Linked DNA regions of Mus musculus: regions 1 and 3 are each linked to region 2. A link is a contact called in public HiChIP or PLAC-seq and promoter capture Hi-C data. All regions are on one chromosome and are shown on one strand. The core of a region is the stretch at or near the end of the contact, and the rest is flanking DNA. Distances in the headings are between cores, read along the strand shown.

Region 1 (2,822 bases), core at 110-2,609, 85 kb before region 2:
TTCTCTGACAAAAACATAATATTTTTAGAAGTTCTCTGTGGGGTAGGATGTTTTGCCTCAGGCTGCTTGGTGGTGAAGGGATGCAGCTGGAGGTGCTCCCCACCCCGGAGGCTGTCATCTTGAGCTGAGGGGTCCTTGGGAAAGGGTTGACTGACAAGGGCTGGCTGGAGCTGGGAGGCTGAGGGTGGGAGGGGCATCCGCTTTTCCTAAAGGTCAGAGTACCCGCTTAGGCCAGTGTTGTTTTGGGTTGGGGGGGGGCCTTCAAGCCCCCACCCATCATGTAGCCCAGGCTGTTTTTTTTTGTTTGTTTGTTTTTTGTTTTTTTGTTTTTCGAGACAGGGTTTCTCTGTGTAGTCCTGGCTGTCCTGGAACTCATTCTGTAGACCAGGCTGGCCTCGAAATCTGCCTACCTCTGCCTCCCAAGTGCTAGGATTAAAGGCGTGCGCCACCACGCCCGGCTGCCCAGGCTGTTCTTGAGCTTGTTTTTATGGCTCTAACTCTGCAGGGCTGGGGTCTCCCCAGTGCTCCACCACATCCTACTGAGAAGATCGGAAGCTTGACCCACCTTCACCTCCTGCTGCACCTTCAACATACGCATCCCCCCTCCATCTTCTGAAGACCAGGGTCTGCAAACAGCAGCCAAGGAGAGCTATACATTCATTCTGTAATCAGGGATAATTGGTATGGTCTATAAGAAGGGAGAAGCCAAGATCCAGGGGGTAGAACATCAGTGGGTTGCTAAACCAAATGCCCAGAATATTCCATGAAGGATCGGAATAGCTCTTGGGAGCTGGGGAACCTCAGATAGTGGGACCCACCTTGGCCGGAGAACAAGAACGGAGGAAGGCAATGTTCATGCTCATAGAATGGGCGAGGTTTGAGGATGAAGCTTCAGGTCCTCCTTGCTGGTTTTTAGGATGCCTTGTCCTTAAAGATGCCTGGGAGAATTGAGTTGGGCCCTTCCTTTCATGCAAAAAGGAGCAGAGAGAGGACAGGTTGGGTCCCCTACCCTCCCTAGCTCTCTGCAGTATCTCTCCCTTATAATCAGTAAGCCTTTGCCTTAATGTTTATGCCACAATCCCAAGCAGGCAGGCTGGAGTGGCCAACTGTAATTTATATCATTTTGCATCTGGGCTACAGGCTCTAAAGACTCAGCCTCATGCAAATGGGAACCACATTGGAGAGCGGGGAGACCGAGCCGAGGCCGCATTAGGATATACTCGCAGGAAGCCACCTGTTTCTCGTTTGGGACGTGCCTTGGTTTGTTGTCCTCCCGTCCCAGTGCCCAGTGGTTTTTGGAGACGGCGGAGCAGCCATGTACATTTTCCTTGACTGGCATCCGGCACTGAGTCTGGGCGGAGCCACTTGCAAACCTCAGAATGCCCCATGCAGAACTCTGCAGAGGTCGTTGGGCACACTCTGCTCTGTGTTCTCATCGGTCTCCACAGAGAAAGCAGCCTCCTAGAGAAAGTAGAATGTGGTCAAACCTTAAAGTCTGTAGGAGGCCCCTGGCCCCTGGCTGGGGGCAGGGCCTTGAGGATCCTATATTCCCCAGTTCTCTTGAAACCCAAGAATAGATACACTGAGGTAGGCCAGGGAGCCAGCAATGCTGAAAATGAAGGGACTTAAGATCAGTTAGGTCTGCTGGCTCAGATTTGTAATCCTAGCAGTAAGGAGGCTGAGGCAGAAGGATTGCAGTGAGTTGAGGCCAGTCTGGGCTACATATAGTGAATTCAAAGTCAGCATAATATACTAAATGAGACTTAATCTCACAAAAGCAAAAGAAGGTATGGAGATACTGCCTATAATTCCAGAACCTGAGATAGGTAAGAGGGTCAGAAGTTTAATAGCAGGGCAAGGGACTGTTGGTAGCGTGCTTGCCTGGCATGCAGGAATCCCTGGGTTTGACTTCCCAGTACTGGGAGAGGTGGTATATACTGTAATCTGAGGTCTCAGGAAGGAGAGGCAGGGCAATCTTCAGACATATGTGGGGCCAGCCTGAGCTACATGACACTGTCTTCAAACAAACAAAAATGCTAAATAAGCAAATGTACAATGGCTGGGACAGCACACACAAGCACACACATGAGAGTGAGTGAGCACGCGCTCGTGCGCGCGCGCGCGCACACACACACACAGACACACATACACACACACACACACACACACACACACACATTCACCTTTTAGTATAAGTAAAATAACTTTTAAGGACACCGTCACAGGGGCTGGAGAGATGCCTCAGCCATTAAGAGCCCCGGCTGCTCTTCCAGAGGACCCCAGTTCTGTTCCCAGCAACCACATGCAGCTCACTATCTGATGCCTTCACAGAGTTATGCAGGCAGGCGAAACACCAGTGTACATAAAATAAAAATAAATAATTAAAATGAAAGAATGTGGTCATAATGGCGATCTTGAATGCGGGCCATGTGTGGGTCTGGGGCATTTCCAGGAGTAATCATGCTTGCTTTCTGTTAGTTCATTAGTTTGTTTGCTAGGGTTTTGTTTTTTAAATAATATAATGTTTTTATTCATTCTTCAGACATGTCATGTAAGGTATCTTGATTATATTTACCTCCTTCTTCCTCCCAGCTCTTCTCAGACGCCCCTCCTCCATACCCACTCTGCTCTGTCTCCCTCCCCCCTATCCCACCCAGAACAGACTATCTCACAACAACATTCCTGGGCTTCTGGCTTTTAAAATCTTTCCTCCCCCTCTTCCTCCATGCCTCTTGAGCCTCAAGTGAAGGGGTTGTATTGTAAATGTCATGGGGTCAGGCACCTCATGGCCAATTGATCTCTGCAGTTTAGCCAGTGATGGC
Region 2 (2,700 bases), core at 4-2,503:
CTCGGCCATCATTGGGAAGAGAGGCCCCTTGGTCTTGCAAACTTTATATGCCTCAGTACAGGGGAACGCCAGGGCCAAGAAGTGGGAGTGGGTGGGTAGGGGAGTGGGGGGGGATATGGGGGACTTTTGGGATAGCATTTGAAATGTAAATGAAGAAAATACCTAATTAAAAAATAAAATTAAAAAAAAAAGGAATTTTGAGGCCAGCCTGGGCCACTTGAGATCTTGTTTCAAAACCAAAACCAAAAGGGTGCTGGAGAAATTATTCAACAGTTTAGAGCAATTGTGCTTGTAGAGGACCAGGGTGTGGTTCCCAGGAGCCACATGGGGTGGCTCATAATCACAGCAACCTCCAGCTCCAGGGGAGTAGACGCCCTCTTCTGGCACTGGAGGGCATTTGAACTTACACACAATTTTACTCTTTCTTTATTGTTTCTTTAATGCTTATTTTATCATTATTATTTTTTGAGACAGGGTTTCTCTGTGTAGCCCTGGCTGTTCTATAATCGCTTTGTAGACCAGGCTGGACTCGAATTCACTTAGATTTACCTGCTTCTGCGTCCTGAGTGCTGAAACTAAAGATATGCACTATCACACCTGGCTAGTTTTAATTCAGAAATGATTGCTTGCATATATGTTTGTGTACCCCATATGCCTAATGCCTGTGGAGATCAAAAGAGGTCTTATAGTCAGATCCCCTGGAACTGGAGTTAGAGGTGGCTGTGAGCTGTTTAATCTGAGTGCTGGGAACCAAACCCAGTCCTTTGCAAGAGTAGCAAATGCTCTCAACAGCTGAACATTCTCTCCAGCTCCATATATATATATATAATCTTTCTTAAGTGTATTAAACTTGTGTGTAGTTGTTTTACTTATGAGTTTCTGCATCAGTTATACGTCTAGTGTTTGAGGATGCCTAAAGAGGGCACCGTATACCCTGGGACAGATGGGTGTGAGTCCTCACATACAGGGGTGCTTGGAATCGAACCCAGGAGCTCTGGGGGAATCAGCCAGTGCTCTTAAGCGATGACCCCTGAAATACATCTCAAAGATGACAACGATAAACCACAGAGCAAAACAAAAAACCACCAGTTGAAAATAAATCCGTCCCATTCGCCTTTTTTTTTTTTTTTTTTTTTAAGCACCCTTTTCTACACTCCCACGCTAACCTTTCGGGTTCAGAGATGCAACGTCATCACGCCGGGACGTAGCTGCTTCGGGAGTGCGCTTCGGACGCGTATCTGACGTCACCTCGCAGAACCTAGCAACAGCGCAGGCTCGGGGGCCGAGTCCGTTATGGCCGCCTCCGCCCTGGGCAGAATGTGCGGGGCTGCACGAGAGAAGCTGTCTCCCGGGCCGGGCGCCCGGGGCCTCGGGGCTCTGGCGCGATCTCTGGTGCTGGCGTTGCTGCTCGTGCCCGTCCTGTGCTCTGGTAATGAACGCAGGGAGACGGCGAGGGACCGGGTCGGGCCCGACGGGGACGGAGCGCCGCCGACTCACGGTGGTTCCCACCGGCCGAGTTCCCGCGCCCAGGGCTGGGCCCGAGTTGGGAAGCGCTCCCAGTGCGGTCTCCCCAGGCCTGAGAAGTGGGGTTGTGAGATTCAGAGACCCGAGTAGGTGGGCGGGGACGGGAAGTCCCCGTGTCGTGGACGGAGTCTCTGAGAATACACTCCCTGGAGGAAGGGCGCTCGGTGTGGAGGGGGGAGGTCCCCAAAATGGGGAGTACAGAGATCTCGCAGACTGGATAGGAAACAGGCCGAAGAGATAGTCGGAGTTGGGGAGAGTGATGTTAAGAGAGATGCTTGAGGTTAGAGGGACAAGCAAGGCTAGGCAAGTTTTTGTTTTGTTTTCCCCTTCGAAATGGTGAGGTCAGAGATAAAGATAGGGACAGCGACCCAGTGTTGGGACTGAATTGATTGACTGTTCCAGAGTGGAAGAGGGGAGGAGCTGTTTGTGGATTCCATCTCTGAGGTCTGAGAAGTTCTGGGGCTTTTGGTGTAGAGGCAGAGTCCGGGGACGCTGACCGGCTGAGGGCCTTGGAGGAGGAGTAGAGTTTAGAAACAAAGGGAGAGAGCGTGTCTGCGGCAGATGCCCTTCCTTGAGCTGAGGTTTTACCGAACGCCCTCTCGCCTCATTTGAGAAAAACTTTCTTTTCTTGCAGATGCTATAGCATAAATCAGGATATTAAAGCCGTTCTTGAAAGTGAAATCTGTAAACCGAGGCAGAGATTTAGCAGGAGAAACTGAGCATTGTTGAGTAGTCATATTTTTCTTTCTGTCCAGCGTGCAATCATTTTCTCCCCAAGTCTTTATTGATTTTTTTTTTCAGATGAAAACTTAATGTGAACTGGGGCTGACTTCCTTCTTTGCCCAGGGAGACTCTCCAGCCAATCACCCGTCCCTTTATTACAGTGCTGGGTTGCATACATAGTTTCCTTCCTCAGCAGCACTGAAAGCAGGCAGCTGACTGCCCTAACTGGAGGGTTTTGGAGTCTGTGGGAGGAAAGACTAGGTTTTCCAAGGCTCTTATATCTTGGGTAGAATGTAATGAGGATTTCCCTGGTGGATGCAGACATAATTTTGATCTTTAATCATCTAGAGCAACAGTCTGTAACTGCATCTTTAGGAGTAATCTGACACCTGTGGCTTCTTTGGGTACTGCACCTAAGTTTGTGTCTCACACACACACACACACACACACACA
Region 3 (2,755 bases), core at 45-2,544, 110 kb before region 2:
CAACGGAAAAGATTAGGTCTCTTACCCAGTCTTCTCACACCCGAGTTCCCTCGCTTCTCTGAAGGAAAAAAAAAAAAGCTAACCACAGAGCTCTAGCTCAGAGCATGCACATCACGCTAGGGAATGGCATGGGCTCAGCTCAAAAACGTTTTCAACCCCACCGTGGGCCAACACAGGCACCTGCTTGAGCAAGTTGGGAAGACAAAGGTCAAAAGCAAGTGAGAAAGACTGGAGCCGGGGCGCTCCTTCAGAGATCTCCTTTTGGGTCAGACTCCTCTGGATGTTAACTGGGCAAGAGCATCTAGGAATTGGGCAGAGAAGTCCTTTTTTGTCCAAGCATCACCTGTGTGGTCAAGTAGGTAGCCAGCCCCATTACAGGGCCTGACTGCTTCGGTCACTTACCAGCGGGGGTTGAGGCTGCGGATGCTGCCCTGCTCCGGAGGCCGGTGGGTAGGGCATGAGCAGATTGAAGGCAGAGTAGACAGTCTCTTTGTACATGCCACTGGCACACTCCGGGGCCTTCAGGCCTGGAAAAACCACAGCTGGGTCAGACACCAGCCCAGCCAGCTGCTCCTAAGGACTGAAGGCTGTCTGCTCCGGAGGGGGGTTAAAAAAAAAAAAAAAACCCTGCCAAGGGGTCCCCTTCAAGTTCGTGACTTGACAGGGAACAGCGACCTCCGAACGGGTGGAAATATCCGCAAAGGCAAGTTTTTGAGGAAAGACCCCCGAGTCCAGACCTCCACTTCGCGACCGGGACTTGACTCCCTACCCCACCCTCCTGCTTGGGAACCTTAGCCAAGGCTTGCTCCTCAAGGCAAAGGATTAGTCAGTCACCTGGGCTGGAGGGGAGGCGGAGATGGCGGGGGTCTGTTTACTCCTATAAAGGTCAGGGCACCGGAAGTGACTCCAGCTCAGCGGCGCCCGGGAAACCCGCCCCCCACACCCCCACCCCCGGTTCTAGCGCCTTCTTCCCCAGCCGCGCAAAAACTCACCGTCCTCTAGGGACTCTGGAAGTTTGTCCGGGAAAAGTCTCTGCGAAGTGTGCTCCCGTCCCAGGGCCTGCAGAGCGAAGCAGAGGGGCCATGAGGAGCGGAGGGAACAGGAGGGGCTCCAGAGATGGGACCCACGAGGACCGTGGCGCGGGGGGGCGGGTCCGCACGCTACCAACTCGGGACGAGGTCCTCCGGGGAGGAGCGGGCCGGGCTCACCTCGGGCGCTCCCTCGGCTTCTCCATGTACTCGGACGCCGGGACCCGGGACCCCGGCGCCTGCGGCCGCGCCTTCGGACTCATTCACCAGTGAGGACTTGAGCTCTGCCAGGTCCCGCTCCGGGCCCACAGCGCTGTCGCGATTCTTATCGTCCTGTTCCTCGCCTTCGTCTTGGAAGGCCAGCAGCTCGTCGGGCGCGCCGAGGTCGTCGCCTGCGCCCGCGCCGCCCCCGCCCGAGTCCAGCTGCGGCATGGTGCGCTGCGCCCGCCGGGGCGCCGGGTGCGGGGCGCGGAGCCGGCCGGGAAGGCGGCGAGCCCAGGGTGCGGGGCTCCGAGCCCGGAGCGCGGCGGGCGGAGCGCACGCTGACTCCGCCTGAGCGGCCAGTGGGCGCGGGGCGAGGGCGCGGGGCACAGCAGCTTTGGGAGCCGGCGGGTCGGAACATCAAAGGCACCGCGGGCAGCGAGCCGGGGGCGGGGCGGGCGCCGGGGCGGGGCCGCGGTGGGAGGGGCTAACGTCCCAGGCCCCGCCCTCCCCTCCCTGGAGAGACCGGGACAGGCCCACTGGGAATAATCTTAAAGGGCTCGCTCTCCAGCTATTCTCTAACCTGAAATCCATTACTAAACTCTGGAACTCCATTTCCTTAACTATCATACAGCCACAACTTGCGTCCAAGTTGCGGAGAAGGTGGTTCCTTAGACCGGTGGAACCTGTGGATGACTTGGAACCTTGGTGTGAACAGCGTCCTTTGCTCAATCTGGAGGCTTCTTACGTCCCCGGGATACTAGATGGACCCTGACACACACACACACACACACACACACACACACACACACACAAACACCTGCCCTTTTGATCATCCCTGTGCCGATTAGGGACCTTATTCCAGACAGCCTGCTTACATAGACACAAGCATTAGCGCCTCACACATTTATTGAGCTCCTGCCTGTTGTTGCATGTGCAAATCAAACACTATAAATATATGACATGTGGTGGCTCGAGGCGAGGAAGGATCGTGGCCACTCACGTGGTTTCTCCAGCCCGCTATGACTTTTTCAACTAAGTTCGACGCTTAGAACCTGCTGTCCAGGAACTGAGACTTCCGGCGGCCACATGGGTCACGAAATTCTCTCTTGGGGTCTTTAGGCAGCTGCTCAGTCTGGGAAGTTGCATCCGGAGCCCATTGACTCAGACGCTAGTTAAGGCCGCGTCTTCAGTGGCATCTCCTTGGCACCCAGCATCGAATTCACCACGACCGATCACTGTTTCTGTAAGACACTAGGCCCTTTGGATAGCCATGCAGTAAACTGAAGGTCGCACACCTCCGCCTCAAGAACGTTTCGGTGTTGGAGTCAATGTAGACCTCTTCCACCTCTTGGGAAAGCAGTTGAAACAACAGTGGGTAATTTGTGAAGGAGGACACTGGCCGCCTCTCCGACTCCCGGCCCCACAGGACCCCTGGCAGCGGCGCAAAGCCGGCCGGAAGACAGCCGCACCGCCCCTCCCGGTCCAGGCCCAGCCTGCCTGGCGGAGGATCAAAGAGACCAGGC

What was found. HiChIP or PLAC-seq counts read pairs in DNA pulled down with a chosen protein or histone mark. Capture Hi-C pulls out chosen DNA fragments and counts their contacts.
Region 1: an H3K27ac HiChIP or PLAC-seq map of double positive thymocytes shows a contact between it and region 2, with 9 read pairs. The contact joins the enhancer-like site here to the promoter of 9530068E07Rik in region 2. A contact is called at or near these places in 3 of 115 datasets of contacts at active chromatin or transcription factors (double positive thymocytes and embryonic stem cells) and 2 of 9 other capture datasets (adipose tissue and liver).
Region 3: a contact with region 2 is called in a promoter capture Hi-C map of pancreatic islet. The contact joins the promoter of Tcf7 here to the promoter of 9530068E07Rik in region 2. A contact is called at or near these places in 2 of 484 Hi-C or Micro-C datasets (both in embryonic stem cells), 3 of 115 datasets of contacts at active chromatin or transcription factors (the SCID.adh cell line and embryonic stem cells) and 3 of 9 other capture datasets (adipose tissue, liver and pancreatic islet).

The regions. Positions count from the first base shown.
Region 1 is chr11:52,309,617-52,312,438 of GRCm38.p6, forward strand. All of the region lies in intron 2 of Gm30217 (a long non-coding RNA gene), which reads left to right. Among named protein-coding and RNA genes, the nearest start is that of Gm30217, 3.5 kb to the left of the region's middle. Within about 2 kb of position 1,360, at least 25 of the 459 cell types and tissues checked have an H3K27ac peak or open chromatin away from gene starts, as enhancers often do. A contact at or near this core is called in double positive thymocytes, where this site is marked.
Region 2 is chr11:52,395,175-52,397,874 of GRCm38.p6, forward strand. 9530068E07Rik (RIKEN cDNA 9530068E07 gene) reads left to right here and starts at 1,254. Exons shown (of 3, transcript NM_153117.2): 1 at 1,254-1,429. The coding sequence starts at 1,294.
Region 3 is chr11:52,281,720-52,284,474 of GRCm38.p6, forward strand. Tcf7 (transcription factor 7, T cell specific) reads right to left here and starts at 1,295. Exons shown (of 11, transcript NM_001313981.1): 1 at 1,209-1,295; 2 at 993-1,059; 3 at 403-527. The coding sequence starts at 498.